Regions from separate parts of the Zea mays genome. Here all the other regions are linked to region 1. A link is a contact called in public Hi-C data. All regions are on one chromosome and are shown on one strand. Each heading gives the region's core, a stretch centred on a gene start, on an enhancer-like site or on the middle of the called end of the contact. The rest is flanking DNA. Distances are from core to core; before and after follow the strand shown.

Region 1 (2,759 bases), core at 161-2,660:
GTTATAACGAAGCTACCTTTGTTTCCATTCCACCGTTCTGCGTCGAAGCTATTCTGGTTCCGCAGCTCCTGTAATACTTAGCAATATGCTGATAACAAATGGTTAGCCATGTTTTTGAAGAACTTCGGAAGATGAAGGCCCCCAACATAAGTATTTTAATGCTATCTCCAATAGATCTCTTGTCTTATCTCCTAATAATCTCTTATTTAAGCTTCACTTTATAAACAGTGCCATCTATAGTTTTTGTCGCTTGTTTACAGCTTAACATCCACGCTAGTACACAACCGGCGTCGCTCCACTCGATGCCCGCCACGTGCCTCTCTTGCGCTTAGCCTACACATCGCGACAATGGAGCTTAGGGGGTGTAAACGGTATGAATATTACCCGAGCATCCATCCGTCCGAAGAAGCTAATTATCCGTCTGGATAGTTTTTCTCGGATATCCGCATATTTTTCGGATTTCAGATTCAAATTCGGATAATACAATTCAGATATTGGATACAGATATGAGATGACTGATATCCGTCAGATTTCGGATATCCGGATATCTTCTCGGATACCTATCTGGATTTCAGATTTCGGATATCCGGACATCTTCCCAGATATCTTACTAGATTTCAGATTTTGGATATTCGGATAATTACATGTGGAATCGCCCTAAATATTCAAGTTTCAACATAATCAATACTTCATTTTATCATTTTCATATGGGGACTTGATGTTATGTTCTTATATAATGTCTATTGGTCCTGGTAACCTATTTTTAATTTTCGGTCGACAGTGGAATATTTTATGAATTTAATTGAATTTTGATAATTTTTTTGTAGAAATAATAATAATAATAATAATAATAATAATACACAAATAGTCTCAGAAATTCATGAAATTTGACGGAGGGGCAATATATGCCCATATAGCATCCTCAAAAATGTTTTGGCCATAAAATCCAAAGATTGTCATCGTTTCTTTCAATTCACTTTCACTTGTTGCGTGAGTTACATGTGAAATCACCTTAAGTATTCGAATTTTAACATAATCAATACTTCACTTTATCATTTTCACATGTGGAGGTGCAGTTATTTTCTTATATGATGTTTATTAGTTTTGGTAATTTATTTACCATTTTCGGTCGACATTAGAATATTTTATGGATTTAATTGCATTTTGATGATTTTCTACTGAAAGAAAATAATAATATACAAATAGCCTAAAAAATTAATGAAATGGTGTCTTACACGATATCCGACAAAAATATTCGTTACCGACGCTATCCGTGTCTGACTAGCTCCGTATTCGACTCACAACTATCCGTTTATATTAAGAACATTCATATTTGTATTCGTATTCGAAACTATCCGTATTCGAATTAAATCCGAATAAAAATACGAAAACAAATATAATTTCATCGAAGTCTACCTAGTGGAGCTCCAGCGCCTCGTCACCACTGTCCACTCCCGCCTGCCTCCCACCGATCCGAACCTGCCCCTTTCACTAATGCTGAGGGTCTATCTGTCGCGACCCCACGGGACAGCGAGAGTATCTAGGTCGGCCCCGAGCGCCACGCGCTGGTTTTCTAGCCTGCAGCTTTCGGATTGTTTCGCCTTTAACTTCGCTTCCCCGTGCGCTCTCGTCGTCTTCGCGAGGTCGAAATCCCCAAGGCGAGGCGTTGAAACCCTTAACCCTCTTCCACCTCGAAGCGGCGCGAGGAGGGAGAGTGTGAGTGGACTCAGGAGGCGGCGGGCGAAATGAAGCTTAACGTCAAGACCCTCAAGGGCACCAACTTCGAGATCGAGGCGAGCCCCGATGCGTCGGTACGGCCCCCTTTCCATCCTTCTGATTTCAATCCGAGCGATTCCGTGCAATTCTCGGCCGTTTCACTCGATTCCGGTGCGACTCCGTACGATATCGCGGTGGTCTGGTTCAGTGATTGCGCGTCCGGCCGGTGGTAGCGCAGAGGGCTTTGATCTGAATCTAGGGTTTTTGTTTTGGGGTCGTCCAGTCGGCGGGCGATGGGCCCCGCTGCTTCTGGTTCTCTGAATTATGAGCTTCAGTTTCTCACATGGGACATGGTCTAGGGTTTGTCGTTGGTTGGAGTTTGGGTGCTGTGGTTGTGGTAGGGTGCGTTCGTTGTAATCATCACAGTAATGCTGCTCGGTTGCTGTACAGACGGATGTTTCACCATTTCGTGGTGTTCGATTTATGTTGTTCGGCAACGTCTCTAGTCGTGCAGCCTACTCACTGCTTGTATTTTCAGGTTGCTGAGGTGAAGAGGATCATCGAAACTACTCAGGGTCAGAGTACCTACCCAGCAGACCAGCAAATGCTCATATACCAAGGGAAAATTCTGAAGGATGAGACCACTTTGGAAAGCAACGGAGTTGCTGAGAACAGCTTCCTTGTTATAATGCTGTCCAAGGTATTTGATGTTCTCTGGCTTATCCCATCAGCAATGTATTCAATATTCTGGTTCTTAACTGTAAAGTGTGATCGGTTTGTTTGTAAATCATGCCATATTTGAGTGTTTTAGGTTGGTTGTGTTAATTTCATTTTCACACCTATTTTTACTCCCACTGTTATTGCTACATGGATGGATTATTAGTAAAATATTAGTTGTTATGATTATTCACTGCCTTATGGTGTTCATACGTTACCTATAATAGCTTGTTGTCTTGTTTACTTCTGCTAGTGTTCTAGATGGTGCAGTCATTTGCCTGAGATGTGGCATTGTGACTGGTTTCTTTGACGATTTGCATGTAAAT
Region 2 (2,860 bases), core at 39-2,538, 310 kb before region 1:
CCTTGGCAGACGTTACCCGAGCATATTGCCGAGGAGGCATGCAAGCCGTCGGACATAAGATATTTTTGAGAGCTACTGTCGAAGATAGCGTTATCTCCGACGCTTTAAACCCGACGTACTTCTGCCGTCGTAGATTATGTTTATGCTGTACAAAATAATCTATATCCGACGGCATAGATCAAGCCATCGTAAGTTTTCTGTTTTTCTGGTGTTGTGCACGTAGGCTGTTTATACATCTACACTAGTACACATTTTATCACGATGCCTTGCCTACGAGCTTCTTCTTTTGAAGTCCTGGTTGTTTTTTTCCCCTCAAATATAAAGGAATTCAGAGGAACACATTTTATCTCGATGCCTTATCAGGGGGGGGGGGGGGGGGGGGGGGGGGCATCATGGCAAGTGTGTACTGGCCGGGATCCTTGCGGGCGCAGCTGCAACAAGCTACGGTTTTAGGTCGTTGGTTGTGCTCAAGGCGATGCAGTTTTCTTCTTCTTCTTTGAAAAGGAGCGATCGAGGTGAGCACGGACACAGGTCAAAAACGCTGGCTCGTCTCGGGCTGATTCAGGCCACCGGTCAATGCATTGAGATTTTTTTTTCTTAGAAGAGTTTGTTAGTTAGGCGCATGCATGCATGATGTGGTTATAGTATGAGCTTGAAGGACAGGAGGGTTAGGAGTATGGTAGTAGGTGTGTACTAGTGAAATGGGCCTTGATTTCAGTGCTCCCTGCCTGTGACCTATAGTGACCTCAGTGCTGCTGTGGAAAGGCAAACAGTACTCCACATGTCGAGGAATTTGAGTCGCTCGGCTGTTTGTCAGCTGTAGGGCTGATTTGGTGATTAGTGATCCTAGGGATCCATGGGGGAGGAATTTTCTTGCAATTCAATTTTGAATAGCAAGAGGATTTCTTCCCCTCGGGATCCCCGGTCACCAAATCAACCCGTAGAGGTTGGAGTTTGGAACTGTGGACTGAATTTGAACAACGTACGTACAGCTGTTCTGAGCCATATCGGGATTATTCTAGAAGCCAGCTAGGCAGATCTGGCACAGTACGTGAGCCATGCAGAGCTGACGACGATCAACAACTATTCGGTGCTATTGGTTATTCAGATATGAATAGGAAGGCTGGCCATGGACAGCAGGCTCAGCGGTATGCTTCACCAACCGGGAGTTTAAACAGCTTAACGAGCCTGTCTCCGCGCTATCTATCTCTCCCCACAGCTCTACACCCACCCACCCCTTCCCAACACGAGGGACCGCTACTAGCTAGTTGCACTGGCATTCTCGTCTGCAGGCAACGGGACATGGAAGGTCTGATCTGCTGCCCCGTCAGTCGTCCCCTCTTCTTCCCAGCTGCTAGCTCCAGGCTTTCCACAAACTTTCTTCTGCTTGCTTTTTGTCTGGCGCGCGCACTGGTGCCTATATATATATGTGCCATCGCATGTGTAGAAAAAACGCAGGTCTGGTATCCGTCGTCCGACCTTTTTTCCTGGACACTCTAGCACAACAAGTGATACGAGACCGGTGACGTACGGGACGCGCCAAATAAAAAAAACTTGTGAAGGGTTGGCGCAGTTTCCTCGTTTCAACGAAGAAAAGGTGGAGGACAGGACAGAAACGGCCACCTCGTGCTTGTGTTCCGGTCTCCCGTTACCCAAGTCCGCCGGCGGAGATCAATTCAATTCAGCTCGACGAATAACCACCAGATGGACGACGCGGTACGGTGGCGAATACACTGTGCCGAACGGGACGTACTGCATGCACGAGCGCAACGGCGTTCACGTCATTACCGGGTCACGTTCACGTCATTACTGGGTCAGGGGTGGATGGAGATGAAGATGGTCGATGTGGCAACGATGACTTCCTGTGATTGATTGAGCACTGGAAAGCAAGCCGCCGATTATATGGATGGGGGCATGGGGCCACCACCAATTCGCACGCCGAGCTGAGGGTTTCCGGTTGCCAAGAGCCGGAGGGGATTGGGAAGTTGCAAGAGAGATGATGTGGTCGGAATAATCGGATAGGCGATCGGTTGATTAATTGGTTGGTTGGCGATGATCATCGAGAGCGTCGATCTGGGAGGACTGCTCTTGGTTTTGCAGTCGCAGGCTCTCTCACGCTTCATGCTAAATGCCAGGTTCTAGTTGCACTGCGTACGTGTAAAGTTGAAGGTTCAAAGTTGAAAACGATGCAAATTAACAAAGAGACTATGACTAACTAACTGCCCTAGCTCCCAACGATCTGGAGAGGTGTGCGTGTGCGCAGTTATTTCTATGCGAGATTTAAACGACGACCTCTGGGCTCCCTTCTCCTTGTCCCCATGAATCATGTTTCTTAGATCGTGCTCGGTCGAGCTACCCATACATGTACGCATCACGCATTGGCAGTCCAGATGCAACTGTTTTGGTATCTTGTGGGGCTGCACGTCGGTGAGGTCTCACACCAATATATGCAGAAATGGCGGACGGCATGCGCGCGCGCGCCGAACACTGTGCAGTTTGACCCATCAGGAAACCTGTCCGTTAAGCGCATCACGCATTGGTATCTTTGTCCACCGTCCGGCTCTAGGCACACTATTGCACTCGGCAAGCGCGCGTTAGAAGCCGATGACAGCTGACCACCGTTAACTATGTCGAGTATCCAACACTAGTTCAAAAGAGCTTTAAACCCGTGGTGGAGTCTAATTATATTTTTACATGCAGTTTCGGTCTCAAACGTTGGTGATATATAGAATATAGTTGGTCCCAATCCTAAAACCACCAGTGGAAACAGATTTGCACTAGGAGTTCATTTAATAAAATCGCCAGTGTAAATCCTCCATTTCTACTGACATTTTAGTTATTTGAACCGCCAATGAAAATG
Region 3 (2,898 bases), core at 52-2,551, 380 kb before region 1:
CACGCACAGTACATACGGTACCATTTGACTGTTACTGAGTAAACTGAATATTATTGATTTTTTCAACGGCTGCAGTGTTCTGCTATTTTTAAAAATTTTGCTTACCTCATCATTGCCTACACTCCCTAAAAATACCCATTGACTCTTGTGATTTGTTGGCTCATCTATGTCTACGTCTATAAATTCTAGGTCTATTAGACAAAATTTCGAAGCTCAGGGTTGGGATAAGCATATTCCGTATGTCCTTTTACATTGACATTGTTTTTTTTTTCTCATAATTATAAACTATTTTTTTTAAAAAAAATAAGAACAGAGGCGAATGGCGAGATGCCTGTGCAATCTAGGAATTGTACGTTCCACAACAGTAATCTGCGAGGAGGGATCGAGGGCGTGGCGCGGTGCGTTACCTCTTTCCGGCTAGCCTTGACGCCCGGCGACGCGTACTCCGGAGTGCGGGGCAGCGCGGGCCACCTCTCCGGCGTCGTCGGCGCAGCCGCAGCGCCCGGCGGCATCATGAACCCAGTGCCCCAGTCGGGCGTCGCCGCGAACCTGGGGCTCCGGTCGGGCGTCTGCGGGAACGCGGCGGCGGCGGCGCCAGCGCCCCAGTCCGGAGTGGGCACGAACCGCGGGGTCCGGTCGGGCGTGGCGGCGGCGCAGAGCTGCATGATCCTGGCAGCGGCGTCGGCGGCGTCGCGGCTCTCGGCCATGAGCCTGTCGACCTCCGCCTTGGGCAGGCGCATCCGGAGGCGGACGGGCCCGCCGCCCTCGGAGGCCGTGGAGAGCGGGGACGGCGGCGCCGTGCCCGCGGAGGCGGCGAGGGAGAGGTCGGAGGTGGAGCGGCGCGTGAGCATGAGCGACTCGAGCCGCTCCCGCGCGCCGACGTGGAGCGCGCCGGACCAGGCGCGGCGCGGCGGGGCGGCCGGCCGGGGCAGCGCGACGAGGAAGTAGAGGCGGCCCGGGCGGAGCTGCGCGTCGTGCGCCAGCGGCCGGGCGCGGACGCCCAGCAGCTTCACCTCCTCCGACTCGAGCAGCTGGAACCCCGGGTGGTCGCGCAGCACCGTGCCCGCGGACGCCGGCGGCTTCACGCGGAACGCCGTGCCGTCCAGCTGCATCACCTTGGCGCCCTTGCGCCGCCCGCCGATGCTGTTGCCCATTGCAGTTTGCACGCGCGCGGCTTCTGCTGCTGCTGCTGTCTCCCCTTCGCTCCGGGTGGGTGGGTCCGTAGAGGGGGTGGTGCACGCAGACGCAGCTGGTGTTTCGCTTGGTTTTGGCCTGCCCCTGCTCTTCTTTCGCAGCTCGCGTTGGAGGCGTTGTTTGTGCGTAGCCGGTTAGGGCGTCAAGGAGGAATTAAAAAGGGAAGGGGGGAAAAGGCTAGGCTGCTACTGCTAGGGCCGGTTGGGGCCGAGGTCAAAGGAGACGGTGAGTATTCGGCTCAAGGACAAGGAAGGATGCATTTTGTAAATATTTTGTTAGGCATATGAAGGACAAAGAAACATTTGTTAGGCATATGACCGAAATCACTGATACCTCCGGTTGATACGTGCGAACGTTTCATAAATATGACTGAAAGCACCTTAAACGACTACTACAGTGTTTTTTTTTGCTCGTAGAATCTTTTAGTTGTGGCGGCTATTTTTTTTATTTATCTCTATATAGTGCATGTCATGGCTTCCCTTTTTAATATAACAATCAGCTCTCTTGTTGGTAAACTTTAAAAAAACATACTAGTCAAATGATGTCCAGTTGATCAAAACTTGCACAAATTACACAAACAATCCGGCTAGGGAACCGAAGAGGCCCTTAATAACCTTTATTTAATCTCTGAAACTAAAAATATTAGGGACTGGATTTTAGTTCCTGAACTCAACTCTCTATTTAGGTTAACGGAAACAAATTAAACAGGCGCTACTTATTTTTGTTATGGGGTCCCGTTTCTGCCGATGGCGGCTAACCGTGCATGTACAAATATCACTCAGTGCTCTCCAGATTGAGGTGTTGTTGACATTGCGAGTTTCAAACTGCATGCAGGTGCCGCCAGTCGGATGGCGCCTCGAGCGGACTGCTTGTTCCATTTCTCCGCCTGTCACGGCACGAACGAGCGCCCAGCTAGCGGCAAAGGTCGCCGGGACGGTGCGGGTTAGCCGTTGTCCTGGCCTGCCACGGCGGGAAGGGCTTGTTCCATCTGTCCGCCTGTCACGGCGCGGACGGAGCGTCCATCGCCAAGGTCAATTTACGCCGGGACGGCCGGCTACGGTACCCGGGCTGATCTGTCTGTATGTATCGCGCGCGAGCGCAACCCTGTCAAAATGTCAAAGCGCACGTGGCATTGCATTGATCAGTGCCGCTGCCGTGTCGCTCGCATACTCACATTTTGGGCACGCAGGCTCACAGGCGACGACGAGACAAGGCCATGCCGGTTCTTATAAAATTACGTTTGGAAACTAACTCCATCTTTCATACTCTAGGGTCACGCCCCTGCTCTATAGCGGTAAGATTAGACGTCTCACTCAGCAGGGGAAACGGAGAGGCTAGCGAGGGGATTCTAGTCTCTCTAATCTCCTTCGTTTCCCTTGCTGCCAAACATGTCCGTAGTCGGCGCTATAGCCCGTAGCATCTGTCCCACAATTCTAACCAAGCTTCCTCCTTTTCTCGGTCCAATCTCTATCACTCGTCCTTTATTTGTTTCTCATCTCTCTTTATTTCTATCCTTAGTCCTTTCCGACGTTCTCTAATTCGTTGATTCAACCTTTGGAGCTCATTTTTTGATCCTTAGATCTTGAAGACCAAAGCATCCTTCCCTTTTTTTCTCAATTTATACGCGTTGATTTGGTCCGCATAAGATGTGTTTTGCGAGCCTAGTTTTATAGGTAGATACAAGTTCAATTGATTTTGATTTTG

The links. Hi-C and Micro-C count contacts between places; a contact is called where the count stands out from the background.
Region 2: a contact with region 1 is called in a Hi-C map of ear, with 2.5 times the contacts expected there. The contact joins the enhancer-like site here to the promoter of LOC100282762 in region 1. A contact is called at or near these places in 3 of 25 Hi-C or Micro-C datasets (ear, endosperm and tassel).
Region 3: a Hi-C map of ear shows a contact between it and region 1, with 2.4 times the contacts expected there. The contact joins the promoter of LOC100501575 here to the promoter of LOC100282762 in region 1. A contact is called at or near these places in 5 of 25 Hi-C or Micro-C datasets (bundle sheath, ear, leaf and 1 more).

What each region holds. Positions count from the first base shown.
Region 1 is chr6:128,134,799-128,137,557 of Zm-B73-REFERENCE-NAM-5.0, reverse strand. LOC100282762 reads left to right here and starts at 1,410. Exons shown (of 12, transcript NM_001155668.2): 1 at 1,410-1,811; 2 at 2,255-2,416. The coding sequence starts at 1,746.
Region 2 is chr6:128,446,294-128,449,153 of Zm-B73-REFERENCE-NAM-5.0, reverse strand. No RefSeq gene overlaps it. Among protein-coding and RNA genes, the nearest start is that of LOC100501575, 63 kb to the left of the region's middle. Within about 2 kb of position 1,288, at least 15 of the 20 cell types and tissues checked have an H3K27ac peak or open chromatin away from gene starts, as enhancers often do. A contact at or near this core is called in ear and endosperm, where this site is marked.
Region 3 is chr6:128,509,584-128,512,481 of Zm-B73-REFERENCE-NAM-5.0, reverse strand. It overlaps LOC100501575, which reads right to left and starts at 1,301. Exons shown (of 2, transcript NM_001196266.1): 1 at 408-1,301. The coding sequence starts at 1,154.